Regions from separate parts of the Mus musculus genome. Here all the other regions are linked to region 1. Evidence: chromatin contacts called from public promoter capture Hi-C data. All regions are on one chromosome and are shown on one strand. Each heading gives the region's core, a stretch centred on a gene start, on an enhancer-like site or on the middle of the called end of the contact. The rest is flanking DNA. Distances are from core to core; before and after follow the strand shown. Region 1 holds the start of Oga (O-GlcNAcase). Region 2 holds the start of Chuk (conserved helix-loop-helix ubiquitous kinase). Region 3 holds the start of Pdcd11 (programmed cell death 11).

The links. Promoter capture Hi-C pulls out the DNA fragments that hold promoters and counts their contacts.
Region 2: a promoter capture Hi-C map of liver shows a contact between it and region 1, with 3 times the contacts expected there. The contact joins the promoter of Chuk here to the promoter of Oga in region 1. A contact is called at or near these places in 5 of 39 promoter capture datasets (the 3T3-L1 cell line, hippocampal neurons, liver and 1 more).
Region 3: a promoter capture Hi-C map of liver shows a contact between it and region 1, with 2.5 times the contacts expected there. The contact joins the promoter of Pdcd11 here to the promoter of Oga in region 1. A contact is called at or near these places in 4 of 39 promoter capture datasets (erythroid cells, liver and pre-B cells), 3 of 115 datasets of contacts at active chromatin or transcription factors (double positive thymocytes, embryonic stem cells and thymic regulatory T cells) and 2 of 9 other capture datasets (adipose tissue and liver).

Annotation. Positions count from the first base shown.
Region 1 is chr19:45,781,245-45,786,028 of GRCm38.p6, forward strand. Oga (O-GlcNAcase) reads right to left here and starts at 2,309. Exons shown (of 16, transcript NM_023799.4): 1 at 1,688-2,309. The coding sequence starts at 1,886.
Region 2 is chr19:44,105,483-44,110,266 of GRCm38.p6, forward strand. Chuk (conserved helix-loop-helix ubiquitous kinase) reads right to left here and starts at 1,995. Exons shown (of 21, transcript NM_007700.2): 1 at 1,806-1,995. The coding sequence starts at 1,910. It overlaps Cwf19l1 (CWF19-like 1, cell cycle control (S. pombe)), which reads right to left. Exons shown (of 14, transcript NM_001081077.1): 14 at 3,155-4,784.
Region 3 is chr19:47,088,931-47,093,714 of GRCm38.p6, forward strand. It overlaps Pdcd11 (programmed cell death 11), which reads left to right and starts at 1,836. Exons shown (of 36, transcript NM_011053.2): 1 at 1,836-1,937; 2 at 3,852-3,970. The coding sequence starts at 3,869. Atp5md (ATP synthase membrane subunit DAPIT) reads right to left here and starts at 1,717. Exons shown (of 4, transcript NM_023211.5): 1 at 1,643-1,717.

The DNA of each region.
Region 1 (4,784 bases), core at 1,059-3,558:
GGTCTGCAATCTCGGCCACTCCAAGGGCAGGAAGATAACAAGTTTAAGGTCGTTCTGTGCTTCAGCTCCTGATCACCTAGGCTACAGGAGACCTGCCCACAAATAGGACTTCCATCTTTTCTCATTTACAGAAGATTGCCGAGCCGAACAACAGGTAGTCAGGAAGATCTTAGCACTCTGTATAACCCGTTTCAGACCCATGGTTTCTGTCAGAAATAAAACTGTGATGATGTCTTTAAAAAAAAAAAATTCCACTTTTTTCCCCCTAAAAATGTCTGTACTCCAGCAAGCCCAGTATGTATAACGCACAAAGCACTCATGTTTTCATAAATCTGGGCTCCAGGAACAACGGTGCTCCCCCAAATTTTGCCCTGCTGTTCCATGTCTTCCTGCCAAGAATATTCTCCCTCCAATTAACCTTTCTCAACTACCAGACCTACGACCTCGGTCTTCCATGACAGTGGAAAAGCTGGAGCTCTCAACCAGGAGGCCAACCTAACTTTATCCCTTTTGGCTTGAGTATTAGTCTTTAAAATGTTTTGGTTTGTTTTTTTAAAAAAAACAAGATTTTATTTAATATACAAGTTCACGGTGGCTGTCTTCAGATACACCAGAAGAGGGCATCGAATCTCATTACAGATGGTCGTGAGCCACCATGGATGTGGTTGCTGGGAATTGAACTCAGGACCTCCGGAAGAGCTCTTAATCGCTGAGCCATCTCTTCAGTCCTGAGTACTAGTTTTTATATTCCCCAGTAATAATAATAATAATAATAGAGAAAGAAACTAGAAAACGTTGAGTTTGCCACTAAAAACAAAACAAAAATCAAACAAACAAAAAAATCCATAAGAAAACTCAAATTACGGAGTGCTTAGGGAAGAACTAAGCTTTCCTGAGCTCGGTATCCACCCATTCTATTTCAGAAATTGTAATTAAGATCTTCCGGCATCTTCCCTTACTATCAAAACGCCCTCGTCCTTTTCAACTGTAAATGAGAAGACAGAAATTAAGACTTTCACTGAATTCTAACTCCACATAACAGATGCTCTGAGATATGATATACTGGTATTTACACACACTCCCAAGTCAAAAAAACAGCAATTGTTAAAGGATGATACTTTTCTGGGCTACAAGTGAGTCTTAAGAGGTGAAGGAGGCTTACAGGCTAACAAAAATAAATAAATAAAAATAAAAACAAAACAATTTCCTAAGCCTGAAGGAATCTGTAATATAATAAGCTGACTGCGCTCCTTCACGGGTAAAAACGTGCCTGTGAGGGCTGATTTTTTTTCCCCTTACAAGGATAGGGGCGGGGGATGGGAGCGCTGCACAAATTTCAACTGAAAGCAGGCATCTCTGCGGACTAAGATCCCAAGGTACAAAGAAGTGAAGCCCACAGCCGGACCACAGGCTCCTTCCTTGCCACCGCCTCCTCCTCCGACAAATCTGTGTGGCTCTAAGCCAGAGGAGGGTGGGGTCAGGCTCCTCCATAGCCCGGAGTCGCCGAAGCCGTGACATAGCGGAGGGTAAAGAAGTGTGCCCACCGTCTGTCTCCTCCCCGTAACCCCGTGTGAGCAATGACGGACGCCTCCCGTCCTGGGGGCGGGGAACTGCGGGAAAAGTCACCAGCACGCCCCTCCCGGGGACGGAGGCTGAACACCTACGCGGGACTGGAAGGCCAACTCACCTTCCACGACACCGCACAGGAACCTGCGGGCCCCTCCGGCCGCCCCGACCACGGCCGCAGCCCCGGCTCCCGATGGGTTATCTTCTCCGGGGGCGGGAGCTACCGACTGCTCCAACGAAGCCCCCGAGGCGGCGGCAGGGTTGGCGTTGCGCTCGCTCTCCCGCTCCTCCAGCGCCGCCTGGCTCTCCTTCTGCACCATCCTCCTGCCGCCGGCCACCGCTCCCCTTCGGCCTCGGTCCGTTGGGCCAAAGGCCCGGAGCCCTGCAAAGGGGCCGCGGCTCCGAACGCGCGCCTCCGGGGCTCCTTCCCCTCCCCCTCCGCCCTTCCCCCTTCCTCTCGGCGGGGGCCCGGAGTGCCCGGATGAGAAGGGCGGCGGCACCGGCTCGAGCCCTTTGTCAGCCGCTGCCTCGCCCCGCGCTGGGAGCCGGGAGCCTAAGCGGAGGGCGAGGCAGCCGCCGCGTCTCCACGGAAGGAGGACCGAGGAGGCGCCTTCGCTCGTCCTCCACGCCCGCCGCCCTCCGGACAGCCCGGCGTCTCCGGCTCTCTTCCCCCACCGGAGTCCCTAAGCAGCTCCTGCCGCTGCCTCTGCCGCCCGCTTCCTGTTTATCCGCACTGCGCCTGCGCTACAGACCGGCTCAGACCGGTCCCCAGCCCGGCTCCCCCGCCTTTCCTTGGGATAAGCCCATTGCGCTTTATTTGCTAGGGGAGAAAAAGGACAAAGGGCGCCGTGAACACCGCGGAGGTGTGCGGCGGTGGGACGTACCATTTTGGCTCGCCACCCTCCGGGATGAGCGCCACACTCTGGGTCGGACCATTACCCCACCCGGAGGAGGGGAACATGGGAGAATGCGGCCGGCCGGGGAGTTTGGGAGGAAGGGGGGGGGGGGGGGCGGAAAGGAGGTGTTTACCCTCTCAATGCGCAGGCGCCGGGACGATACTTCTAGTTCTTAAAGTGGTAGGAGACACTGACCTACTTTGGAGATTGTTGTACCAGTTTGGCTCATCGGGGCTGCCTGACCCACGTCTGCTTCTGTGAAGACACCATGCCAAGGAGCTCAGCTCACGCCTCTGTCCTGACTCATTGTTTCTTCTATCCTGTCTTCGGAGTTAACCGTGTTTTAAATTGAGCAGTCAACTGTTTTATTGAGTTTGCCTCATCCTGGGCTGTTGGGACCATTATGACCTCATAATATGGTTAAAACCTGCTGTTACGTCTCTGCCTGATTGAGCCCTACGTTTGTTTTGGGAGAGGCTGTGGTATGAAATTCACCAGACTACGTATGGAGAAGAAAGACTGCATTCCAAGCACAGGGAAAACAAACGTCTAATAAAAGTAGAAGAGAGTGGAAGGCGAGTTTGTTATGGCGATGGAGAGTGTGCGGTGTGCGTAAGGGACATGACCCTTTTAGCCTTAGCATCAGCATTTCCAAGGAAACCCTGCCTCTAAGGGCTTGCCTCCTGTACTCTAAGGGCTTGCCTCAGAGTACACTTGACATTTTGGTTCCTTAAGGGATCTGCCAGCCAGGCGATGGTGGCGCACCTTTAATCCCAGCGCTTGGGAGGCAGAGGCAGGCGGATTTCTGAGTTCCAGGCCAGCCTGGTCTACAAAGTGAGTTCCAGGATAGCCAGGGCTATACAGAGAAACCCTGTCTCAAAAAGACTAAAAAAAAAAAAAAAAAAAAAAAATCTGCCCTGTTTGGGAACAAACCTCTCATGTTCAATGTTAAGAAAGTAGTCAAACTATTGCATATGCCAGAAAGATTTTGCTGAAGGAACCCTGTTATAGCTGTCTCTTGTATGAGGCTATGCCAGTGCCTGGCAAATACAGAAGTGGATGCTTACAGTCTATAAAATGGAACACAGGGCCCCCAATGGAGAAGCTAGAGAAAGCACCCAAGGAGCTGAAGGGGTCTGCAACCCTATAGGTGGAACAACAATATGAACTAACCAGTACCCCCAGAGCGCGTGTCTCTAGCTGCATATGTAGCAGAAGATGGCCTAGTCGGCCATCACTGGGAATAGAGGCCCCTTGGTATTGCAAACTTTATATGCCCCAGTACAGGGGAATGCCAGGGCCAAAAAGCAGGAGTGGGTGTGTAGGGGAGCAGGGCAGAGGGAGGGTATAGGGAACTTTCGGGATAGCATTTGAAATGTATATAAAGAAAATATCTAACAAATAAAAAAAAAGAAAGAAAGTTAAAAAATAAAAAGTAGTCTTTTTTTTTTTTAATACTTCGTCGCAGTAGCCCACCTTGTAGCTCCAGGGACGTTGCAGGGGTGCACATTACAGGCGAGAACTTCCTTGCCAGGTTTATGCAGTGTTGGGTATCCAACCCAGGGCCTTGTACGTGTTATACAAACACTCCAGGGATTTGGTGGCCTTATTTATTTTGTGTGGGTTCACAGGCCGTAGCCCATTTGGACATGGCCCAGAGGACAACTTGAGGAAGTCAGTTGTCTTCCCTTTGTGGATCCTGGAGATCAAACTCAGGTTGTCAGGCTCAAGCTGTGGGAGCCCCTTTATTGCCAGCCCCATCCAAGACTTTTTTGTTTTAATGTGTGGGGGGGGGGGCAGCAGAAGAGGCAGTGGCCAGCCACTGAAGGTGTTTGTTGGGAACAGAACTCAGGTCCTTTGGAAGAGAGCAGTACCTTCTCTCTTCCCTTCCAGCCTTCCATGCAGGTGCCCTGACCAGTTCTTTCCGTAGTTAGAGGGAACACTGAGTAATTTCATACTCTTTGCTCCTCCCCTCTCTGCCTCGGCCTTCATGGTGCTTGCTGTATAGGGATGCCCCGCCTATGTCCAGCTTGTTTCCTTCTGTTCTGTTTGTTTCTTCCATTGCCCTTTTTGAGACAGTTTCTCACTAAGGAGCTCTGGGGTAGTGTGAAATCATCCCTGCCAGCCACCATTGCCAGCTGAAGAACATTTATTTTCCCTTCAGTGTGGAAACCAAACCCAAGGCCTCGTATGTGCTAGGTAAGCACTCTACTCCTTTAGCTACATCCCAAACCTGAAAGGTGGGAATTTTTGTTTGTTGTTTTTGAGACAGGCTTTCTCTGTGGAGTCCTTGCTGGCCTGGAACTCAGAGAACCACCTACT
Region 2 (4,784 bases), core at 745-3,244, 1.7 Mb before region 1:
TGTTGTTGTTTTTTAAATGAGACTAAGTTGGGTGTGATGACCCCCATAGACTCATGTGATTCAATGGTAGGCCATAGAGAGTGGCAGCACTAGGTACTGTTGGAGGAAGTGTGTCACTGTAGGCTCAAGCTTTAAGGTCTCCTAAGCGCAAGGTACACCCACGGTGAGACACAGCCTCTCCCTGCTGTCTTTGGGTCAAGGATATAGAATTCACAGCTACTTCTTCAGTGCCTCGTCTGCCTGCGTGCCACCATGTCCCACCAAGTGAGAACTGACTAAACCTCTGAAACCAGCCCCAACTAAACGTTTTGCTTTATAAAAGCTGCCTTGGTCATGGTATCTCTTCACAGCAATAAAACCCTAAGACATCTTTCAGTGCCTAGGGTATCAAACTGTACTTAATGTTTATTTCTGAGACAGGGCCTTCTTATGTAACTGACACCGGCCTTGAGCACGATATGAAAGCCACCCAGTCAGGTCTCAAACTCCAAATCCTCCTGCCTCAGAACCCTTGATACTAGGATTACAAGAGGATGCCACCATGCCCACCCCCTCTCTGAAACGGAAAGCTCCTTCAGAGTAGAACATATTATTCTTGTTGATTTGGGTACCATCAGCGCCTGATATAGCAATCAACTAAATCATTTCATGTCCTGTAATTGGCTTACTGTTTTTCTAATTAAAACGTATTCCTCATATATGATGTTCCAGAACACCATTTTTATCTTACTGCTCCTTTTATAAAAGTCCAAGTAATGAGGGTTGCCATAACTTGACAGTGGAGAGCTATCAGCGGAATTACAGTACCTATCTTGTACTTCCTAACGTCTCTGTTACCATCTGACTCAACTCTCAAGCAGGCCCAGAATGTATGTATATTCTTCTAAATATTTTACAGTCAACAAATCCTATACTACAATGATTGGTGTTCAAGATCTATTCCTTACACCCTTCAGGAAAGCAAAACCCTCACTAATAATGCACTGGCTTGTATTGATATGATTTTTTTTTCCGGAGAAAAGATGCGTTTTACTGACTTTTCAAAAGACCCACAACTCAAACATGATTAACTAGGGCTGAGGCTGTAACCCAACGGTAGACCATTTGCCTAGCATGTGCAAGGTCCTGTGTTCCACCCCGAACATTAACAACAACACGTTAAAGTAAGAAAAGTGACTGTTAGTTTGAAAACCTTTTAAGGACAGGAATAACTGCTGTTGTAACGGTTACATGTTCTTCGATAAATCAAAACAAATTTCCTGAGCCTGATCTTAGCTGTCTTCTGCAGAACAAACCCCTCTATTTTCTTTCCTCCGAAGCAAGGATCGATTTCATCATCTTACCCTCACCCTGGTTTTTACCTGAAACGCTCCAATTCCAAAGTCTGTCAATGTTTCCCAAGGGTCAACTCTGGACACACCCGTAAGGTTTCTCGTCTAGTCCAGTCTCCAGTGGATCACACCGCTCGCTCCCGAGGGAGTGTGAGCAGGCACACGGAGACACACACAACACACATACACAAAACACACAACACGCATCGGCACTCGACTTTGTACAGACTCCTCATCACCACACACAGCTGCAACAGCTGCCTGTCACTCACTGCCCGGGGACCTCCGACACACCTGGACCGCGGCCACCCAGGCTCACAAGCGCAGGATGCTCCATCGCTCGCCCTCGCTCACTGCCCCAGCCCCCAGCCCCGTCCAGGGTCGCGACCACCACTCCTCCCACCTTGACTGACAGCTCGGGTCCCAGGGACGCCCAGACAGAGCCCGCGCCACGGCTCCCGCCCCCCGCCTCACCCGGTGCTGGTACAGACTGACGTTCCCGAAACCGCCGGTGCCAAGCCGTTCCCGCATCTCCCAGGGGCCGCCCGCGCCCGGCCGCAGCCCCGGGGGCCGCTCCATGGGGCGGGAGCGCCAGCCGCCTCAGGCAACGCCGCCGGTCTAAGGCCGGTTCCGGGCCGCCGAGGCTTGCGGAGTCCTCCGTCTCGCGAGACTGCGTCACTTCCGCTAGCTTCCGCATGCAGAGTCCCGCCCCGAGCTCCTGGAATCACCCTGGGATTGGTGCTGCCGGAAACTGGGCACCAGCGGCTTGCCCTGGGCAACTTCCAACCTGCGAGGACCATCGTGCGTGCGGTTCCTATTTATTTTATTTTTGTTTGTATAGATATTTTTTAATTAGTTCTTTGAAGGTTTCATACAACGTGTTTTTATTTAAAATAGATCTCTCTCCAAACTCTAAAATCCACATTGTCCCTACCTCATTCACATTTCATCTTTTTGAGAGCCCTGCCCTCTGCCCCTCGAATCCTACCACACTCGCCGGTCGGCACCGGTTAAGGCCACCATAAGTATTAAAGAAAACTGCGCTAACCGCCCTGTTGATTCATTAGCCTTGTAAATCAGAATCTCTCCATAATCCCAAACCAACCAAGGATGTGACTTATTCCAGAGTGAAAACTCTTCTTCGCGACTTCGTGAGTCTCCCTACCGACCTTACTGTTTATCAGCCTTGTTCTCTCCGACTTGAGTTGGAATTGTTTCTGAGGTGCACCACAGGGCTATAAAGACAAGCCTGGAGGAGCTCTCGGTCCAGAGAGGCATACTTCTGAGTGGTGGGCTGCACAGGGAAAGCCAACCCACCTAGCCATTTGAGTGGGTTATCCACTTCATGGACTCTAGGTGTCCTGTTCTGAGACAGGATCTCAATACAGTCCAGCCTGGACTAGAACGTATTTCTCCGTCTTTCCAAGACTGGGATTACAAGCTTGTACCGGGCTGAAGCTAGCGATGCTAATAACTCAAAAGTGTAAGAGTCAGCATAAAATCAAATTCTCAACGTCAGCATGCAATTCGATGTTGTGGGTCACTAATAGTGAGTGGTATTCGATAAACTGGTTTCTATTATTTTCATATCTTTCATGGAATTGGAATATTAAACTTGAAGGTAATAGAAATGAGGCTCTGAGAGAGCATCTTTAGAGCAGAGGAGACGGTCATGTAACAGGATGAAACCTCATTTGCTGTGTATGGTAGAGCCAGGAGTGACAGGTGGGATGCAGTTTCATAATTTGTACTCGAGGGATGCTGAAAACTCCAGCCAAGATAATTCTGTCTAAATTACTCAAACTGGTTTCTACAGTGAGTTTGCTTTTTAAATATTCTATAATTAAAATGCAACTCAAGGTTTATTGCTATAGCCCTGTTTGACTTGGAACTCATTATGTAGACCAGGCTGGCCTTAAAACTCACTGGTCTGCCTGCAGAATGCTAAGATTAAAGACCTGGCCTTTTAATTTTTTTAACTGTAAAATGGTTCCTGTCAGGCTCCACAATCTTCAGGTTTCCAAGACTGTTTTAGTTTTTTTGTTGTTCAGAAACAAAATGGAGGTCAGGAGATTTTTATGAGAACAAAGTGAAACTGTTCGTGGTCTATACAGGAACAATGACCAATTCCTGTCTTCTGGCTTCCAGCTTGCAGCGTCCTCCTGTGCTCACACTGCTGTTTCTCCCTGTGCTGCTCCTTAAATCATAGTCATATTTAAGGTGGAACTGACTGTGTTTGCATAGAATCTCTTGTGCAGTGTATGGCAGAGTCACCTGTCAATAAAAACCCTATGGCCAATGAGCTGAGGCAGGACTAGGAGGTGGGACATCCAGCAGAGAGGGAAAAGGGTGCTGGGGTCAGGGGGAGCAGGGGAGGTATGAATGAAAGAATTCTGGGAAATAGTCAGGGGGGAAAGATTGGCCCTGAAGCTGAAGGAGAGGGAGCCAGCCACTTGGCAGGCCTTAGGATAAACTGGTGATTAAGTTATGAGCCAGCTGGGGAACCAGCCAAAGCTTTTGGCCTCAGAATTTATTCATGAAATATTAAGAAGTCTCAGAGGCCCTACTTTGGGGAACAAAGAGGCCAGGTGGAAAAGCTCTAGGTTATAGCATTTGCCCTTTTTATTTTGTAAGTTCACTCTGGTCCATACCCTGGCTGTTCCCGAAGCCCAATCACCAACCTAGATCTGCATGAGTTTGAGAATTATCTACCTGCACTCTGGACACAGCTGTGAGATAACTCAGGTGTCTTACACACATGAAACATTGAAAATGCACTCAAAGCCCTAGCCCCAATCCTGTTCTGCATGAGTCTTAGAAGAAGCGTCTAATGGCATTCTGGACACGTGTACTGGGTAACTCCGGTATTTTAAACATCTAACACAACACATTCAAATTAAACTCAACTCATGCCCTTAATCTGCCACTTCCTTTTGAAATTAGACTCTAAACTCTGTACCAAGGGCAGCACACTGGGGCACTCACAAGCTATACTCCTGGATCTCAGAGTATGTCCTAGCACAGCAGAGTTAACTATCTAAAAGACAGAATGGACTCTTTCATGTGAGGAAGATGCTGTAGGAAAGCAGTAGCAAAGGCGGGGCTTGGTGCCCTTCCCCTGACCGAAAGGAGCCGGGGATAGAACTCTGATCTCTACCGCACACACAATCTCATTTCAGTGGCCATAAGCAACATAAGACATCTGTCAGCCTTAGAAAAGTGTTCCCTTTTCTATTATTTACAAGATTTGGGGGGGCATTACTTTTACATTTTTGGGGGGTTGAGGGCAAGGATGGAGAGGTGAGATGGGTCTCACGTCATAGCCCAGACTGTCCTGAAACTCACTATGTAGTCCAGAGTAGCCTTGAATTCACAGCAGTCTTCCAGCCATAACCGTTCAGTTTCTGAGAAGAGCGACATGAGCCACCATACCCAATCTGAAAGGTTTAAAAG
Region 3 (4,784 bases), core at 586-3,085, 1.3 Mb after region 1:
TAAATTTCATTCTATAGAATACTGCAAGAAGGATGATGTATTCCAAAGACAACTCATTCTGACTGCAGAACAAAGGGAAGGTACGGGAACTGGGGTTTTAAAGGAAGCTTAGATTTCCATCTAAGTGGTGTCGATGGTGATGTCTTTGCCGTCACTGTCATGGAGAGACAGGATTAATTCACTCTGTAGACCTAAGCTGGCCTTGCGTTCTGGGAGTAAATGTGTGTGGCACCACCACATGGCAAGCAAAGGTGATATTAAGGCTTAAAGCACCTTCCAACAAACTGCATATTGTTTTAGGACAATGACCTTTTTTAACAGTTAATATTGTTAACAATGCCCTGTATGGAATTTTTATTTTATTTTATTTATCTCAGTCTGTAGCCCCAGATGCCTGTACTCACTACATAGATTAGGCTGGCCTTGAAATTACAGAGATCTGCCCAACAGTGTTGGGACTAGAGGGACAAGCCATTCACACCTGGCAATAGGAACAAATAAAACTAAAATGTCCTGTCCTTGCAGTCATGTGCAAGCTTAGAGCCATTTGGTAGTGGAAAAAAATCACCAAAGACTAATAATTGTGAGCCTGTGAGTTAGTATTTTTTAAAAAAATGTACTACTGTTGAACAGCAGCCTGCTACAAAGTCTAAGCTGACAGGTTTTGCTTCTGTTTCTAAATAATCCAATAACTACTATTAAATACCACCAGCCTTTCCATGTGAAATGGGCATTTCATTAAAGTCTTGGGGTGAGCAGCTGCCCTTGCTTTGTAACAGGCTCCTGGATACAGCTATTCCCGTCTTATGGGCACCTATCTGGAGTAGTGCCATCACCAGGTATAAGGAAGATGAAAGTCAAAGGACCACAAGCAGCAAACAGCCTCTGTGGAAACCCTTGCACTGATCAAACACGGCAGTGACTCTCAACCTTCCTAATGCTGCGACCTTCCTTCTGTTGTGGTGAAACCTCTCTTCCCCCTCCCCCAATAAAATTATTCCGTTGCTCCTTCACAGCTGTAATTTTGCTACGGCTAGGAGTCTCGTAATGTAAATAAATATTTTTGGAGATAGAGGCTTGTCAAAGCGATCATGATCCACAGGTTCAGAACCGCTGGGATACAAAATCTAATCCGTTTTTAGAGCCCAGGCCTGGAGAACCGCAGGGCCATTCCACGTTTACTCTGGTTTTGACAAAGGCCACGGCGCAGGTAAAGGAGACCTGGTTTCCCGATCGCAGCTCGGAGGAAACAAATCGCTATGGCCATAGAGGCCAAGACACACGAACTCTGCCAGAGATGGGGTCAAAATCCAGAGTCCTCTCTCAACATCCACTGGATGGATGACCTTGGGGAGCTCCCCTCTCGACCGGCCTCACTCCCAATCCACACTGGGAAGTGGGGCATAAGGCTCTCCGCTAACCGTGCGAGCCCTGGGGCGCTCGTCACTCGCGGTGCTGAGGCTTCCTAGATCCGCCATGGGGCCCTGACCCTCATTTTCTCCAGCGCCTTTCCCATTCCCCAGCGTCTCCCCGCAAAAAGAAAACCTCGCGCTGTTCCGGGGCTGGAAAAACGGCCAGACTCTAGTCGGCCCTACAAAGCTCAATCACCGGACCGAGCAGCCAAGAGCGCTTTCTCACCCACCTTCGTCCGAACCCCAAACTCGGCGGCCGATGTCCTTCAACAAACCTAGCGACGAGCTCGGCCCGACCGGAAGACGCCCCCTCCCCGCACGCGACCGACAGGCCGCGACGACTCGGCCCTCGGCGTGGATTGGCTATAAACGCCAAGTCCCGCCCTTCTACTTCCCGTTTCAGCCGGCGTCAGACCCGACGTCAGAACGGAAGTAGCCCTGGTCTTACCTACGCTCGTGGACGAGTCGCGTGGAGCTGTCGGCTCCCTGTTCTGCGCGTGCGATTGCGTTGAGACGCTCCGTGAGGTATGCGGCGGTGGGAGCCTTGGGGCTGATGACACGGGAGCTTCGGCGTGGAGGGAGGAGACTTCATGCCTGTCACCTCGGCTTCCTGGCCTGGGTCTCCGGGTTTCGTGCTAAGCACAGTTGGCTTGGGATGGGAGGTCTTATTCCCTCAATCCCCTCGGAGCTAGCAGTTCATGCAAGCCATGCTGTCCTCTGCAGGTACCTTAAGTGCCTTCTCTACGTGATCGCCAGACTGTTTGGTGCCTCGGTCTCATCGGGTCTATAATGGGAACTATAGAGTCCCAGCGAAGTAGACCTTGTGAGCTATACTGTTTCTACGAAGCATGCACCCATAACAGAACAAACCTTACATTTTTCGTTCGTCGTCCCTTTCACAGTCTCACTCGGCTACTAAAGTTTTCTTCCTAGGTATCCCAGAACCAACCAGGCTGCCCTGCGTCTTCATTTATACCTCGTCTTGGTTCTCATGGTTTCCCTGATGTGCATCGTTTAAATCCTTACACTGGCTTTCACTTCTGTCCAATCTGTAGACTGAGGAATATTCTCCATTATTTTGTCACGTTCCCCATGGCTCTGAAGTACCAAGTAAACGCAAACTATTAATTTTTTAAGTATCTTTCACCAAAGAGCCAAATTATTTTCTAAAATATAAGTTGTTACCATGCTTTATTTTCCCTGTAGCTTAATTGAATAATTCAGCTTTTTAGAAAGCCTTTGAAGAGTTGTTTGACAGGCAACTGGTTGGTGTATTTTGAGAAATAAACTTTTTCTTTCTTTCTTTCTTTCTTTTTTTTTTTTTTTTTTTGAGACATAGTTTCTCTGTATAGCTCTGGCTGTCCTGGAACTCACTTTGTAGACCAGGCTGGCCTCGAACTCAGAAATCCGCCTGCCTCTGCCTCCCAAAGTGCTGGGATTAAAGGCATGTGTCATCACGCCTGGCAAACTTTTTCTTGTTTCTCTGTTGTTGTTGTTGTTGTTGTTGTTTTTAGCATTGTCTACCATCATATTTCTATTTACTATTATTATAGTTATTTTTGAGACAGGGTCTCATTATGGAGTCCTGTCTTGTCTGAAACTCACAGAGATAGGCCTTCCTCTGCCTCCCAAGTGCTGGAGTTAAAGGCATGGACCACCAGACCCGGTTCTTTATTTATTTAATGTACAGCTCAAAAGCATCATTCTTATGAAGTGTTCATCTTTACAGAATCCTGCCACTTCTCTTTTGTTTATGCATTATAATCTGACTTGTATCTTAAATTACTTTTTTCCCCCCTGAGACAGGGTTTCTCTGTATAGCCCTGGCTGTCCTGGAACTCACTCTGTAGACCAGGCTGGCCTTGAACTCAAAATCCGCCTGCCTCTGCCTCCCAAGTGCTGGGATTAAAGGCGTGCGCCACCACTGCCCGGCTTACCTTAATTTACCTACATTTTGTTTTCTAAATAATGTATGTTTGGCGGTATGGAATTATATATATATACACACACCTCACATAATTACAATGATTAACACTAAATGAACATTTGCTACATAGAATGCATTTCCTGGAAGATCGTGCACAGTGTATAGTTTGTGGTTTTGAGGTAGACAATATTGGAAAGATGAAAAAAATGGGAGCCTGACATGCCTTTTTTTTTTTTTTTTTTTTTTTTGGTGTTTCGAGACAGGGTTTCTCTCTAATGCATCCCTAGCTGTCTTGGAACTTACTCTATAGACCAGGCTGGCCTCGAACTCAGACCTTTTGGCCTGTCACCGTAGTGCTGGGATTAAAGGTGTGTACCACCACACAGCAGCATATGGACTATTTAATCATACTCTTGGATCTTGTTCATTGCTAGAAGGTTCTCTTGCCTGCTGATCATGTGCTCTATGAAGCCAGCCATCAGTGCTAGAGCTCACCATTGTCTTCCCATCAGCTGCAGAAGACCCCAACATGGCAAACCTGGAGGAAAGCTTCCCCCGAGGGGGGACACGGAAACTCCACAAATCAGAGAAGTCTTCCCAGCAGGTGGTTGAACAAGACAACTTATTTGATGTAAGTGGTGTGCTGTTTGGCATCTTTGGGAAGACTGAGCCTCATTGGCACCAGTTATTTTCCAGTTTGTTTCTCTTTGACTTCACTTCTAGAAATTGAACTTGTTAAAGAGGCTCTACCACCTCAGGCTTCTTTTGACGCGCACGGCGTTAAGTATTTGACGTTGAAGTGCTATTGTAATTTGTCCTTAGGGAGTCTGTGCCACTTGAAAAGGATGGGAAAAAAGGGTACTGGATAGTGAATTTTGCTTTGTTGTTGGTGCTGGGGATTGAAGTTGGGCAAGTACTTTATTCCTGAGCTCTGTTGCTGCAGTCCTAGTAAAGAGTCTGCGTTGAAATACATTCTCAGATCAGATTGCTTTCTAGGTGCTAGAGAGACAGAAACTGCCACCTGAGTGGGTGGCCTTAGTTTTACAGAATCTCTCCATGTGTATTTTAGAGTAGAAGTCACGACTTGATGCGGAGGAACTAAGGTTCAGGGAAGTAACAGATTTAGTTAAAACCACCAGGCTTGTTGTGGAAAAGCTTTGGCATTTGACATGAGCGTCTGTGTACCTATGTACACCTATGGCTTCCCAACTGGGGAACCCTGGTGTCCACCCTGCTCAACAAACAAGGACATAAGACATAAGAGGCGTTGGGAAGATGAAGGAGGCTCCTCAGATCATGGGCAGAGGGAACATTGGTGCCTGGATGCTAGGCTTGGGAGTGCAGCAGACATGAAAAGAACGGGGAGTGGCTTGGGAGAGTTTAGGATAACAGGAAAAGATAAGGACCCTATATGTGTGGGAATGGCTAAGGTTTCGGCTTCTCAT